3 separate regions of the Mus musculus genome follow, and all the other regions are linked to region 2. Evidence: chromatin contacts called from public HiCAR-type and promoter capture Hi-C data. All regions are on one chromosome and are shown on one strand. The core of a region is the stretch at or near the end of the contact, and the rest is flanking DNA. Distances in the headings are between cores, read along the strand shown.

Evidence for each region. Promoter capture Hi-C pulls out the DNA fragments that hold promoters and counts their contacts. HiCAR-type assays count read pairs that join an accessible place to other places.
Region 1: a HiCAR-type map of astrocytes shows a contact between it and region 2, with 4 times the contacts expected there. The contact joins the promoter of Asphd2 here to the promoter of Svop in region 2. A contact is called at or near these places in 1 of 39 promoter capture datasets (the HPC-7 cell line) and 1 of 115 datasets of contacts at active chromatin or transcription factors (astrocytes).
Region 3: a promoter capture Hi-C map of pre-B cells shows a contact between it and region 2, with 4 times the contacts expected there. The contact joins the promoter of Bicdl1 here to the promoter of Svop in region 2.

What each region holds. Positions count from the first base shown.
Region 1 is chr5:112,392,148-112,396,497 of GRCm38.p6, reverse strand. It overlaps Asphd2 (aspartate beta-hydroxylase domain containing 2), which reads left to right and starts at 1,725. Exons shown (of 6, transcript NM_001357013.1): 1 at 1,725-1,780; 2 at 2,499-2,713; 3 at 2,915-3,038; 4 at 4,243-4,350.
Region 2 is chr5:114,090,110-114,094,554 of GRCm38.p6, reverse strand. Svop (SV2 related protein) reads left to right here and starts at 3,175. Exons shown (of 16, transcript NM_026805.1): 1 at 3,175-3,403. The coding sequence starts at 3,369.
Region 3 is chr5:115,729,576-115,734,183 of GRCm38.p6, reverse strand. Bicdl1 (BICD family like cargo adaptor 1) reads left to right here and starts at 2,563. Exons shown (of 9, transcript NM_001080808.2): 1 at 2,563-3,062. The coding sequence starts at 2,625.

The sequences.
Region 1 (4,350 bases), core at 476-2,975, 1.7 Mb after region 2:
CAATTTAAAAGAACTGAAATGGCCAGAGAGGTTAGCAGAGCCGTGTCTGTAATCTGGCCGCCGAACAAATAAACACGCTTAACAAACATGGAACCCTGTAATCACAGTGGTCACAGATAATTACAAGGTTCGTCGACAGGATTAATTCGTAATGCACTGCAGATGGTGTAGTCTGGGAATGGAACGCATACGGAAGACCGTGTGAAAGACGGTGTTCTTTATGCATAAGGGCCGTGGATGAGGCTAAATTTGGGCAACTTGCTAAATGTGAAGCAGGACACGAGCTGCATGCTTTCTCTAGCCACTCAGAGCAGTTACTCAGAAGGAGCAGGGTTGCCTTCAGCCCTCCGTCGTCAGCCCGGGATCGGCAACCGTCCTTAGTGCATTTTACAGGCTCTCAATCTATGTAAGACATATTCATGGTCTGATCATTTGTTCTCGGCCTATGGCACCGATTGTGGAGGCCCTGGAGTTTACAACGGGAGGTGGGTCTGGTTGCAGGAAGTAGGCGGGAGAGGTGGGTTTTGAAGGACAGACTGACCCTGGTTTTGCCCCAATTTCCTGAGCCTAGATCACACGCTTACAAGTGTAGCATCCCTCCATGCGTTTTCTGCCATAACGGACTGAAAACTTTTGACCTGTGAGCCCAGGTGAGCTTTCCCACCTCCATTGGTTTCTGTCAGGTGTCTTGGTGGCGTCCCCGCAAAAGAACCTTGCTGAACCAATGACGCGTTTTGAGTCACTGTATTAAAATAAAAAGTGGTGGTGGGGGGGGGGGGGGATGCTATTCTACTCCTGGAATTGTAACAAGGGCTTAAGGGACTAAGATGGAGACTCCAGGGCATGGAGTGGGTTCTGAGTCAGGAAACAGGGGTCCTGGGTGAAGCAAGTGGGTTCTCTATCACCAACTGTATAAGTGCGAGCTTGGGTGAAGGGCAGGGGGCTTCTGGGACAGACCCGAGGTGATTTTATCCTGGACAAAAATGAGGATTCTAGGCCAGGACAAAGATGCATGCTGGGATTGGAAGCAGTAGGTTCGAGGACAGACACAGATGGGCTGTGGGCTGGCATCCCACCCCACGCTCCCAGAACGCCCATGCACTGTTCCAAGGAGCCCACGCTTCCCTGGGCGCTCGCAGCGCGGTGTCCCTAGGCCAGGCTGAGCAGCCCCTTTCCCTCCAGTGAACTGGGCAGAACTGGCCGTGGCTAGCTAGACTGGGCCTCCCTGTGGGCAGGCGCCAGGTCTGCAACAGCTCCAGTCAGCAGCGCCCAGGCGGGGCCGGGAGCCGCGGATCTTCCAGGCTGTTCCATTTGCAATTTCATCCCACGTGTCCGCGGGGCCTCAGAAGTGTGTGTGGGATTCATCACAGGCAAGAGGGGCGAGGGGAAGGACACCAAGGGGAGGAGATGCGGAAGGGAGGACCGAGCGGAGGGGATGCAGGAGGGAGGGAGGGAGGAACAAAGGCGTCTGATAGGCGAAGCCCCCGGACCTGATGCGCGCACCCGATGCTCGGTGGGGCGGGACGCGCGGAGCCCCCCGCGGGTACGCGCGGCAGATGCATGCGCCGGGGGTCCCGCCCCGCCCCGCCGCCCCCTCCCCGCCGCCAGGCGCGCGCGGCATTGTGGGAGTTGTGGTCCTCGGGGTGGCGGAGCGCAGCGCGGGCGGCACCGGCTCGGCGGGGCTCGCGGCTCCGGCCGGGCGGCGGCTGCGGGCGCGGCAGGGGGCGGCCGCGTCCCTGGGGCAGTGGCGTCGCCCGGGTCCCCGCAGCCGCCCGCGCAGGTAAGCGGGGTCTCCAGGGCTGCGGGGCAGAGGAGGACGATGCTAGGGGCGCCCGCGCCTGCATCCCGGGCCGGCCCAGGGCCCGCGGTCGCCTAGCACCGGCTGCGTGCTGAGTGCCTCTCGAGCTGGACCGCGCAGCGCAGCATCACCCCCACCTTTTCTCCTCCCCCTCTTTCTCTCTTTCCAGCTTCCTCCTTCGCCTTTTCCCCTGATCCCCCATCCTCCTCAGCATCACCCACTTTGACCCACCTCCCTGTCCCGAGAATTGTCACGCGCCCTAAACCTCCTTCCCACTTTTCCAGGTAACCCTCACCTCACCATCTCTTCCCCTGACTACCTGCGTTAACGCATCTTTCTGACCTCTTCTGTCGTACTCTCTCCAGGGCCTGTGACACTGGCGGGAGACTGTGAGGAGGAAGGTCCCTAGAGGGGAGGGCTTGTCTCCGGACAGTTCTCTGCGCCCCCTGGTAGAGAGGATAGCAAGCAACACAGCTACCCCCTATCCTCTCCTGTGGTGTGCTGTACCTTGCGGGGGGGGGGGGGGGTTCGGGGTCGCCTGGCTTCACCTCAGGGTGACCCGGTCTCTTTGTCATCAGAAAGCTTCCTGAGCTGGTCATCTGATCCGGGTTAACTGGGTCAAGTGGAGACTGTCTCCCCAGGCATTCCTCACGTCAGAAGTTATCTTTGATCGGACTTGAATTTGTCCTTTATTCCCCAGAGCCGGCTGATCTTTGAGATCTGAGGTTCGGGGCTGCATGATGCCCGTTCCTGATGGGAACTGATCTGTGAAGAGAGCCAGAAGTGTGTGTGTCTACCTATTATCCTGATGCCACACACTCTACCAAAACCAGAGTTTGTTCTCTTGTCACAAATCAGCTCTGGACTTGTGTGTCCCTCCCTGGGCGAAGGGGCCGCCAGCCTCCTGGAACTCAAGTGAGTGGCAGGTCCCAGCTCCTTCTCTTAGTGCTGGATTTGGTCATGTGGAGAGGTTAGGCTCTCTCCTTGCTGAATGTTTACTGCTCTGTCTAAGGGAGGGCTCTTGTTTGCTTTGTCCGGAGCAAGCAAGGCTGTTCTGAGGAGGGGAAGGGCTGGCAGTGGAGAGGTATCCTATCCATCTGCTTTTGACATGAGCAGGTTGGTGGGAACTCGGTTTCTTGAGTCAGTTATTACCACTGACTGGGGCTCAGGACATCCGAAGAAACCTGGCTGATGAAAGCAGTTTTGGAGTTACAGTTTCCTCAGAGTCTATGAACACCAGGTGAGAGTCTCACATAGAATCTTGGGAACCCTGGGCTTTCTCAAAGAGCAGGTGCCAAAAAAGGCACCTTTCTGGGGCTTTTCCCCTTTTTCCTAAAGAGGAAACCGTCAGGGCTGATGGTATCACCCATGGAGGAGGGTGGGTGTTAAGCTTAACACCGGCTCAGCAGCTCGAGAAGAAGCTGACTTCTCCTCTCCCTGTTCCTGTACTTTTCCTAGAAGCCTAAGAGTTCCATGAATATTCAGTGTGCGTGTTTTTGACTTCCTAAACATTATAGTCAAGTGATGCTTTATTCAGCCGACACCAGGATGGTGCCAGTAGGTGAGGCATGAGCACCAGCAGTTTTCCTTGACTCCAGGAGTGGACATCACTCTCAGTCAGGTTGCTTCGGCTTTGCCTTCTGCTTGGGGTGGGAGCCTTGGGACACCCTCCACCTTTGGTTTGCCTGTTGATCACACATCATGGATTTATTGTGACATTATCCCCAGCCAGCTGATAGATGAAAACACTGGACCTTTGAGAGTGGAAGTGCCCTGCAGAGGCAGGTGTGCACACCTGGTCTAGCCTGTGTCTAGTTAGGCTGTGTAACTTCTCTGCTATGCTGCATACTTCCAAGACCTGGCTGGTCCAGGCGGTGGGGGACATGTCTTGTTATTGTCTCCTTTCTCTCCAAGGAGAGGAGGGAGGAGCACTAAAGTGCTCCCAGTGGTGCTCCCCCAGGTGATGGAGTACTTTTAGGAGAACATAGACCTGACTGTTTGCACCACTTTGGAAAATGGAGCATTGTAGAGAAACTGGGGGACGCTCTTAGGGGGCACAATCAGGCTTGCATCGTGTTTACAGTGATTTGGGATCCACGTCCCATAAGCAGGATGGCTGGCAAAGCAATGCCAGCTGCTCTCAGAGGTGGGACACTGAATCAGGGGCTTGGAAGGCTTTCCCTTCCATAACCCCGTGGGCCAAGGCCACTAGGTCACCTCGCAGCTGAGTGGCAGAAAGAGCCCTGCCCCTGCCACAGAGGTCACTTCAGGGCACCTGCCTGCTTTTCTGACAGTGATATTAGCCCAACTTACAGATTGCTTGGGAAGAGGAGGGGGATGTGATAGCCCTCTGCTGTTTGAGGCTGGATCTCCATCTTCCCGGAACTGCTAGGCCTTTTCTAGTCTATAACATTCACGTTGCTGCTCTCTGGTCTCCATCCCAGGTTTGGACGTCATGAAAACCCTTTCACGGTGACTGATTGCATTTGCTAATGGGACATAAGGCAGCGCCCTCCACCCCACTGCGGTGACTTTTCCTAGTGGGCCCAGTT
Region 2 (4,445 bases), core at 1,926-4,425:
GGGTATTAAAAAAAGCAAAGCACACCTTTTTACCTTTGAAGTGTTGTTCATCTGGGCATTTTCCACGGCAATGCAAGCTACCACACTACACTTATTTTCTGTCTTCAACTTATTTTAGTTGGCCCACATTTTCAGTAACTTGGCATGTTCGATTAACCCCACAAAGCATGATTTTGCTTGGGAATCTCAAAGAAAGCCTGGAACCTGAGGGGCACAGTCCCCAGAAACGGAGCTGTAGCTTCAGATCTACCCCTATCTGGCCCGAGTGTCTCTGTGCGAGTTAGTTCCTGTTCTGAGACCTGTTCCCTCATCTGACACATGAGGACGGAGCAGGACCTGTCCCACGGGAATGTTTGTGATGCATCTTGGGAACAAGAGAGGTGAAGAACACCCTGGGTATTTGAGACACCCTGCTCTGGACTGTCAAGGTTTTTGTTTGGTTGTTTCTAGTTTTTGTTGTTTCCACTTCATCTAACTTAATTTTTTCATTGTCTGTGTGTCTGTGAGTCTGTGCGTCTGTGCAGATGTGTGTAGAAGAGCATCAGATCCCCTGGAACTAGAGTTACAAGCAGTTGTGAGCCACCTAAAAGTGGGTGCTGGGAACTGAACTCCGGTCCTCTGGAAGAGCAGCAAGTGCTCTTAACCATGGAGCCACCTCTCTCGTCCCTTGGCTTTTATGTTTTTGAGACAAGGTCTCTCTCTGTTGACCTAGCTGGCCTCAAACTCATGGCTAACCTCCTGCCTCAGTCTATCAAGGCTGAGGATCACAGGACTGGTCCGAGGTTCTTAAGTGTGTGCTGTCATTCTGTCTGTATGTATCTATGTCTGTCTGACTGCCTGGATCTCTCAGATTGGTGTCCTTGTACTATATACCAACTCCTTTTCCACTTTGTTAATACTAAAATAAATAAATAAATGAATAAACAGATAAATGAATGAACAAGATGGTTGTGGGGAAGGGACCTTTGCAGGAAATTTGATGATACTGTGAACCCTGAACTTACATTGCTTACTGGTAAAACCTTTCTCTAGTTGTGTGGCTCAGCCTTAGTACACACCTTTAATTCCTCTGTCTGGAATGCAGACACACTCTTAGTGCATACCCAAACAATAAAGGTAAAGTTAGTTTGTAGAAGGAAGCAGACATGCTTGAAAGTGAAGTCTAATTGAGTGGCAGACAAAGTGACGAATCACAGAAAGATTTGACAGAATAGGATATGCCCAACTTTCAGAAGAGATGGACATAGAGGTGACTTAATAGAGAGCAGCTCAGAGAAAAAGGTGAAGAGGCAGCTTTACAGAGACAGGTTGCAGAGAAGACAAGCTAGACACAGGTGGAGACAGAATGAGCCAGAGAATGAGAAGGAGCCAGAAGATTAGAAAAAAAAATCTCTTCCAAAGTTAGTATGAAGCCAAGCTGAGTGTTTCAGGAGAAACCATAAGAAACCAGATCGAATCAATCAGCTTGGAGCGGAGTTTGAGCCAGAACTGCTGAGTGGACCACCCAGCCAGAGTTCAGAAAGAGCTAGAAAGGGTGAGCTTATTCAGCAGCAAGTCTCAGATGCTGAAAACATTTCTAGGTCTAGATTAGATTGAACAGAGACTAGAAGCTTCCAGGACCAGGCCTAGGTTAGCAGACAGGGGCAGTAAACGTCAGAGACAACAATCATTTCTGGCAAATAATAGCTTCTTTTACAGGGGACTGGAGAGATGGTTGAGAGTACTGGCTGCTTTTCCAGAGGACCTGAATTTGGCTCCCAGCATCCACATGGTTGCTCATCACCAGCTGTATCTTCAGCTCTAGGGGATCTAACGCCCTCTTCTGGTCTCTGTAAGTATATGCATGTGCATGAGGCACACATACTATAAGTGCAGTCAAACAGCCATACACATACTATAAATATAAAGGTGGTGGGGGCTGGAGAGATGGCTCAGCAGCTAAGAACACTTGCTGCTCTTCCAGACGGCCTGTATCAGGGGCCTGAAACTCAAAGACTAGGGAATCAAATACCCTCTCCTGGCTTCTAGAGGTACCCTACTCCCCCAACAGGCATGAACATATATACGTACACACACATACACAGAACTTATAAAACATTAGGAAAGAACGTTCCTCTCTTCCTTCTGTCCCTGTGATCCTCCATCCAGTCATGGCTCTTGTCCATGGGAAGCATGGAAGTCACCATCTTGGAAGGTGAATATTTTTCTCCTTTCTCCACTTATTCACACCAGAGCCTGGAGTTCTCTAGGCTTCTGAGGAGCTATTTAAATGTACAGACAGCAGACCCACACCCAGGGGGCTTCATGGTCTTGGATGGAGTCAACTGATTATGCACAACTCTCTCTCTCTCTCTCTCTCTCTCTCTCTCTCTCTCTCTCTCTCTCTCTCCCAACAGCATCTCACCTCGTAGCCCTATCTGGCCCGGATCCCACAGAGATTCACCTGCCTCTGTCTCCAACTGCTGGGGATCCAAGTTGTGTACCACCATGCCTGGCTTGTTTAACTTTTGAGATGTGGTTTGATATGTGCCCCATCTGTCCCCAAGCTTTCTGGTAACCCAGGCAGCCTTTGAACTCACGATCCTCCTGCTTCGCCCTTCCTGTGCCACCACACCCAGGCATGATGGATGTTCACCCAGCATGCTCTTATGTGTCAGGCACATGCCTCTGGGCACTTGAGATGCATTTGAGAAAATTCAAGGAGCTCAAGGGAGGGTGGAGAATCTTCATTCAAAGGGAAGGGCATCAAGGCAGGGACTCTGCTGTTTACTTCTGAATCACAGGCCGCAAAGATCACAACGCTGGCTGAGTAACTGAGTTACCCTTCCGCCTTCTAGCCTTCAGTACCCAACAGGATCCTTTTCTGGGCCCTCAGCTCTGTGATAACAATCTTTTCAAACTGTTCTGCCATCAGCGTGCTACAGTGCCTGGTGGCACCTAATAGGTGCAGTGTAATACGTGGAGTACATTTCCAGAAATCTATACTCCGTTCTAGAGCTTAAGCTTCCGGGACATCAAACGGACATTAATCAATTCGTACAAATACTCAGGGAGGGAGGCTTCTTCTGGACGGTCGGGGTGTCCCGCAGACACCCCAATCAGAGGACCGTGGGCTCCTGGGAGCAGCAGGGCTCGCCCCGCCCCCTCCACCGCGCAGCCCTCCCCTCGTCCTCCGCCCACTCCTGTCGGTCTCCCGGCGGTGGCAGCGGCTGGCTTTGTCTCCCGGGCAGGGCTCCCTCCCCCAGCAGCTAGCTGCCCAGCGAGGAAGCGGTAGAGCTGTCCAGCATCCCGGTGCTGAAAGCCGGAGCACCGGCCCTTGCTCCACCATGTAAGGGTCATGCCCAGGCTCGCCCTGGCGCACCGCGGACATGGAGGAGGATCTGTTCCAGCTCAGGCAGTTGCCGTGAGTACCGCGGGGGGCGAAGGGAGGCTGGCAGGGCGCCCTTTAGAAGAGCAAAGCCTGCAGGGGTGCATCCCCGCACGGCCTCTTGGATTGGAAAATGCTGTTACAGACGGAAGAATTGGGCCTGGAGGAGACAAGCCATTTTCTCAGCCCAGCTTCTGTTTCTCATTCATTTCCCTACCCCCCCCCCCCCAAGATCTGTCAGGACCTTGTGGGAATCCTTAGTTTCTGTGTTTTCCCTTGGAAATCGCTCTCAACCCCGAAGGGGGTTTGAGGTCTAGGCTGTGAGAATGCATTGGATGCTGTTTGGAAATGTGGGCTGAATTGACAAGGGCTGACATCTGTCCCTTTCCAGCCTTTCTCCTATACTATGCAATTCCTGATTTTTCCCCCCTACAAGGTCTTTCGGAAAGGAACGGTGTGAGGTTGCAAACTGCTTTCTAAACAGCACGTATGCTTTCCTAGAGGAGAGGCTGTTTGTGTAGCACGTGAATGAGACGGCTTGTGAGTCCTGGCTTGAGACTCTTGTCTTCTGAATGAAAGGTTGGGGGGGGGGTAGCTAGCTGGAGTATGCTTTGGCTTGGACACACCAGGAATGCATTCCTTTGAGGTTGGAAAATTTCTGGGGATACCTACTTCACTGAGAATCTTGTGGGAACCACAGAGAGGCAGTGGAAAAGACAGAGAGGCCTTCAGAGGTATTTACAGATAGCTTTCCTGCCACAGCAATGGTGTTTTGTTAAAGCAAATTCCAGGATTCCCGTTTTAATTTTTAACTGGCAGGTGGAAGTCAATTCTGCTTGGGTCTGTTGAGAAGGACTGGGTATTGTTAGCATGTGTAACTTTAAAAATGGTGTGCCCCCCCAAACCTCAAGCCACGGAGGAACCCTCTCAAGTGACTTTTAGTGTGACTGGTCTGGCTCTCTGAGACTCTTGAGTGTTTGTGGGGGTTGCCATATTTACTTCTCAATTCGGTCAAATTATTTTTCATTACACAGCTTTCAGGAATTAAAATTGTACTTTTACGCTTCTGTTAATAGAT
Region 3 (4,608 bases), core at 1,314-3,813, 1.6 Mb before region 2:
CAGAGTAAGTTTAACACCTAGCAGGGATACATCGTGAATAGATAACCCTTAAAAAGTTCATAGCAACAACTAAGCCTAATAGATAGAGACCAATGAGTTCAAGGCCAGCAAGCCACTCTTTTCTAGGCGTCTGTCTGTGTTAAAGAAAAGCATATAGCACAAGCTCTCTTTAATTAGGGAATCCTGTTCTCCATTTCCGTCTCTCTATAGATTAGGGAGAGATTTGTCCTTCCGTGCTTCAATCATGACAAAGGGGAGTTTCATCTGCAGTCCACCAAGACCCACCAATTCTGACCAAGGTATGTGTGGCAGGGCATAATAAAATGTGCTGGTATAGTCCCTTGCTTCAATGGTACTGCGCCTGAGTGCCTATTTTAGCTCTAAGATCTGACGTGATAACACTTCACCTGTCTTTCCCCCCAAGCCAGCCCCGAGGCTGGAGAACTTTTGGATTCTTGCCTTGGGTCCTGGAGTGGATTGTCATACAAGGTAATTGTTTAGGCTCTGAATTTAATAAAAAAAAACAAACAAAAACTCAAAGAGAAACGTCTCAACTTCTGGGTGTCCTAAAATTTCCATTTCACCAGGATAAAAAGAGGTAAAGTATGACCTCACTTTAAAAAAAAGAGGTTGTGGCTAAACAGGAAAAGCAAACAATAAAGACCAGTTCTGGCTCCCGAAATACCACCTCGATCAAAGAAAGAAGAGACCCGCAGTCACCCTGTAGCGTCATTCTTTCCTCATCGCAGGAAAGTGTACTGAGTCGACCCATCGTCTTTGTAAATCACTGCTTATCTTCCCCCAGATGGGGGTCACATGTTAAGAAAGAATAATAATTTAATGGGAATCCCAGAGTCAGCCTGGCAGAACCCAAGTCTAGAGTCTGAGTTTCTTCCCATGTATAAACAGCAAGAAGGACAACACCTTATAAAACCCTTGTGAGATTAAGATAACGCATATAAAACTAACAAAGAAAAAGCTGGACATGGCTCAGGTAGTTATTACTGGGGAATGTCTGTGCTTTGTATCCCCCATCTAGAAGCAGGATTTTTGTTTTCTCCCGTTATTTCTCCACAAACCCTTTTCTCTCATATCCCTGAGTCATCAGTATGAAGATGCTGGGTTCTCCAAGTCATTCCTCCGCCTCCTTTTCTCGAGGGCTCCCTCTCCCGACTGCTTAGCTCTTGCAGGGGTTCAGATAGAAATCCCGCACTGCAAATGGCTCTCCGCCTGGCTCCCTGACTCACATAATTGTCCGCAGCCCCCTCGGACCACAGACCAGCTAGGATACCCCACCACAAGACCCAATCCAAATGGGGCTCCCGCCAGCTCCCCAAACCGAAGAGAGGCTGCGGGCTGGGGCCGCGGAGGCGAGGAAGAGGACGCGTGCCGCTGCAGAGCGCCATCAGGGGTGAGAGCGTGGGAGTCTGGAGGAGGAGGAGGCCACACCCAGAGGTGCGAGCGCGGGGGGCGTGGCCCCGGCGAAAACGAGGCAGGGGGCGTGGCCGAGCGCCAAGCTGAGGAGGAGTCGGAGAAGTGGTGGACGTAGAGCCGCACCCTTAGGTGAGCGCGCAGGGGGCGTGGCCACACCTAGAGCTGGGAACGAGGCTGAGGGCGTGGCTCCAGGCCGGGGGCGTGGCCGTCCCCACCCCCCCCCCCCACACACACACACGGGAGGGAGAGGCTCCGGCCTTTCAGGACGCGCTGAGCTTCCCCACGGGCGGCGCGCGCATCCGTCCCCGCGTCGCGTGAGGCCACGTCCGGGTTAGGCGGGCGCCACCTGGGCGCGGCCGAGGCGAGCGGAGCGTCGGCGAATCCCGCGCGGGCGCGGCGGCGAACAGGTGCCCGCGCGCGTCAGGCGCCGGCCCCCGGGGCGGGGAAGAGGGGCGCGGCCGGAAGCGCGGGGCGGGCGGGCGGAGGAGCGAGCCCGGCGGGCGAGCCGGGCGGGTTCCTCGGCCGGGTGAGCTGCGGGGCCGGGCAGGCAAGAAGGAAGGACTGCTCCGGGGCTGTGCGGCCAACGATGTCGAGCCGCCGCCTCGGCCCCTGCAGCAGCAGCAGCCGCCGTCGCCGCCGCTGCTGCCGCCGAGCCGGGGGACATGGAGCGCGGCTGCAAGGAGCGGCCGACGGCAGCAGCAGCAACGAGCGACGCAGCGACAGCGGAGCGCAGCCCTCCCCGTGAGGCGCCGGCCGGCCGGCGGCGGCGGCGACGGCGGCAGCAGAAGCAGCAGCGGCAGCAACAGGGCGGCTGAACCCCGGCCGCGGCGGCGATCCTTAGCGCGGCTTCTCCTCCCGCTCCGCACCCCGCCACCCCTCTTCAATCTCCCCTTCTGCCGCTCTTGCCCACCCCCGTCGTCCGCGTCCCGGGCGCGCGCCAGCAGCTGAGCCCCCCGGGGGCGGGGGCGCGTGTCGCCGGCGCGGGGGAGGGGCCGCCCGCCTGCCCGCCCGCGCGCGCCGCGCCCAGGGCTCGCGGGGACCCGGGGGGCGCGTGCCGCGGCGCAAGGCGAGGCGAAGCGCGGGGCGGCGCGGCGGGGCCCCTCCCCCGCCATCCCCATCCCCACCCCCCGCCTTGCAGCCTGGCGCGCGCCGGCCGGGCCGCACCGCTGCGGGCTCGGCGCGCGCGGGCCATGTCCGCCTTCTGCCTGGGCTTGGCCGGCCGAGCTTCAGCACCCGCCGAGCCGGACAGCGCCTGCTGCATGGAGCTGCCCGCTGGGGCCGGGGACGCAGTCCGGAGTCCCGCCACTGCTGCCGCCCTCGTCTCCTTCCCCGGAGGTCCCGGGGAACTGGAACTGGCCTTAGAGGAGGAGCTGGCGTTGCTGGCGGCCGGGGAGCGGTCGTCCGAGCCCGGCGAGCATCCTCAGGCGGAGCCGGAGTCTCCGGTTGAGGGGCACGGGCCGCCGCTGCCGCCGCCGCCTACCCAGGATCCCGAGCTGCTGTCGGTGATCCGCCAGAAGGAGAAGGATCTGGTGTTGGCGGCCCGACTAGGCAAGGCGCTGCTCGAGAGGAACCAGGACATGAGCCGGCAGTACGAGCAGATGCACAAGGAGCTGACGGACAAGCTAGAGGTGAGGACCTTCCGGCGGCATGGGTGGGGAGCTGGGGTGCCTGCCTGTCCTCCCCGTTTCCGTGCCTAGTCTACCTCGAAGAAGATCATCGAGAACGGGGAGGCAGGAGGGATAGTTTTCACCAGCATCAGCGCGTTCGTTGAGCCCACCTGCCTTTCCCACCCAGCTCGGATGTGAGTCCGTGCACGTCTCTCACCGTTGTGGGCCGTTCTATATATGTATTGTACACAGAGTCTAAAATAGAGCTTACAGTATGACTAATTTATACAGCACCAAGGCGATATCTGCACACAGAAATGAGAACATCGAGAAGCATTTAAAATATGCTTCAGGTGTTCGGAGAAGCAGTTAATCTCTAATCAGGGTGTTAGCCCAGAGCTTTCCAGTCCGGGCATTAAGGCCTCTGGATGCCCTTGTCTTAACTTTCTGGCAGAGAGTTGTGGGGAACAAGTGCCTCGAAAGGAGCTTTATATAGCTTTCAAATGCTTAGGGATTAGGGGATGTGGTTCCATTGCAGAAATCAGAGAAGGCAGGGCTCATCATGTGATTAGTTTGGGCTTCAGTAGCTATGTGTGTCTCAGTAGTACTTTCCTGTGTCCTGGGTCTTAGCATGTATGTTACTTTTAACCACTACTAAAAACATTTCCCCTCACCCACCCCTGTGGGAGGGTCGTTTCCTGGCAAAATGGTTCAGTGGGTAAGGTCACTTGCCCCAATTGGTTCCTCAGAACCCATGTGGGATGTCACTAGCAACGTGTCCTCCGGCCTACACACACACCCCAGTTAATAAATAATCCTAAGTACGTTTTCAAATGAGTAATATTTCTGTTAATTCCATGCAACAACATCGTCTACAACTGTGTTTATTGGGATTTTGCTCTTAAGCAGAAAGAGTCTTGAATGGTAACTGAGGGTACCTAGAAAAAGATAGCCATTCCAAAGTGGTAGGTTTTCAAAATAAAAAGGAGAGCAGGCTCGAGCTGTGGAAACAGCCAGGCTTTTCTGGCCCTCTGCGTTCAGCACTGTTACCCATTTTTCTTGGACTAGTTCTCCTCGTTCTCATTACGAGAACATCATAGTACAGATGTGACCAGGCCCGAAACTAGCCCTCTGTCAGGTTCTCCTCCACTGCTTCTGTTTGGTCAGAATGTGAGTGGACAAACACTTCTGCCGTGGGATTGATGTGCGTCTAGAGTCTAGTCACCTATCGAAAGTTAAATCAGAAGAAAGGAAACCAGTGAGCGGCCTGTGTTTCAGCCGGGCCCGTTATCGAGGCCTGCCGGTCGATGGACTCCTGATACATGGCTTGAAAAGTTGTCTGTGAAACCTGGGCCCGGACAGCCAGAGTACAACAGAGCTACCTTAATGAATTGACTTGTTTAGTCTCCACTTGAAGTAGAGGTCTGGAAATACAAGGGTGTCCCTTTCTTTCCAAATCAATTCGGTTACATGACACTGTAAAGTAGTGACTACCCCGGAGATGTGCGCTGGAGATTGGAAATTCCTTCAGAGAGGGACTTGAGTGAAGAAACTGTGAGCTTGAAAA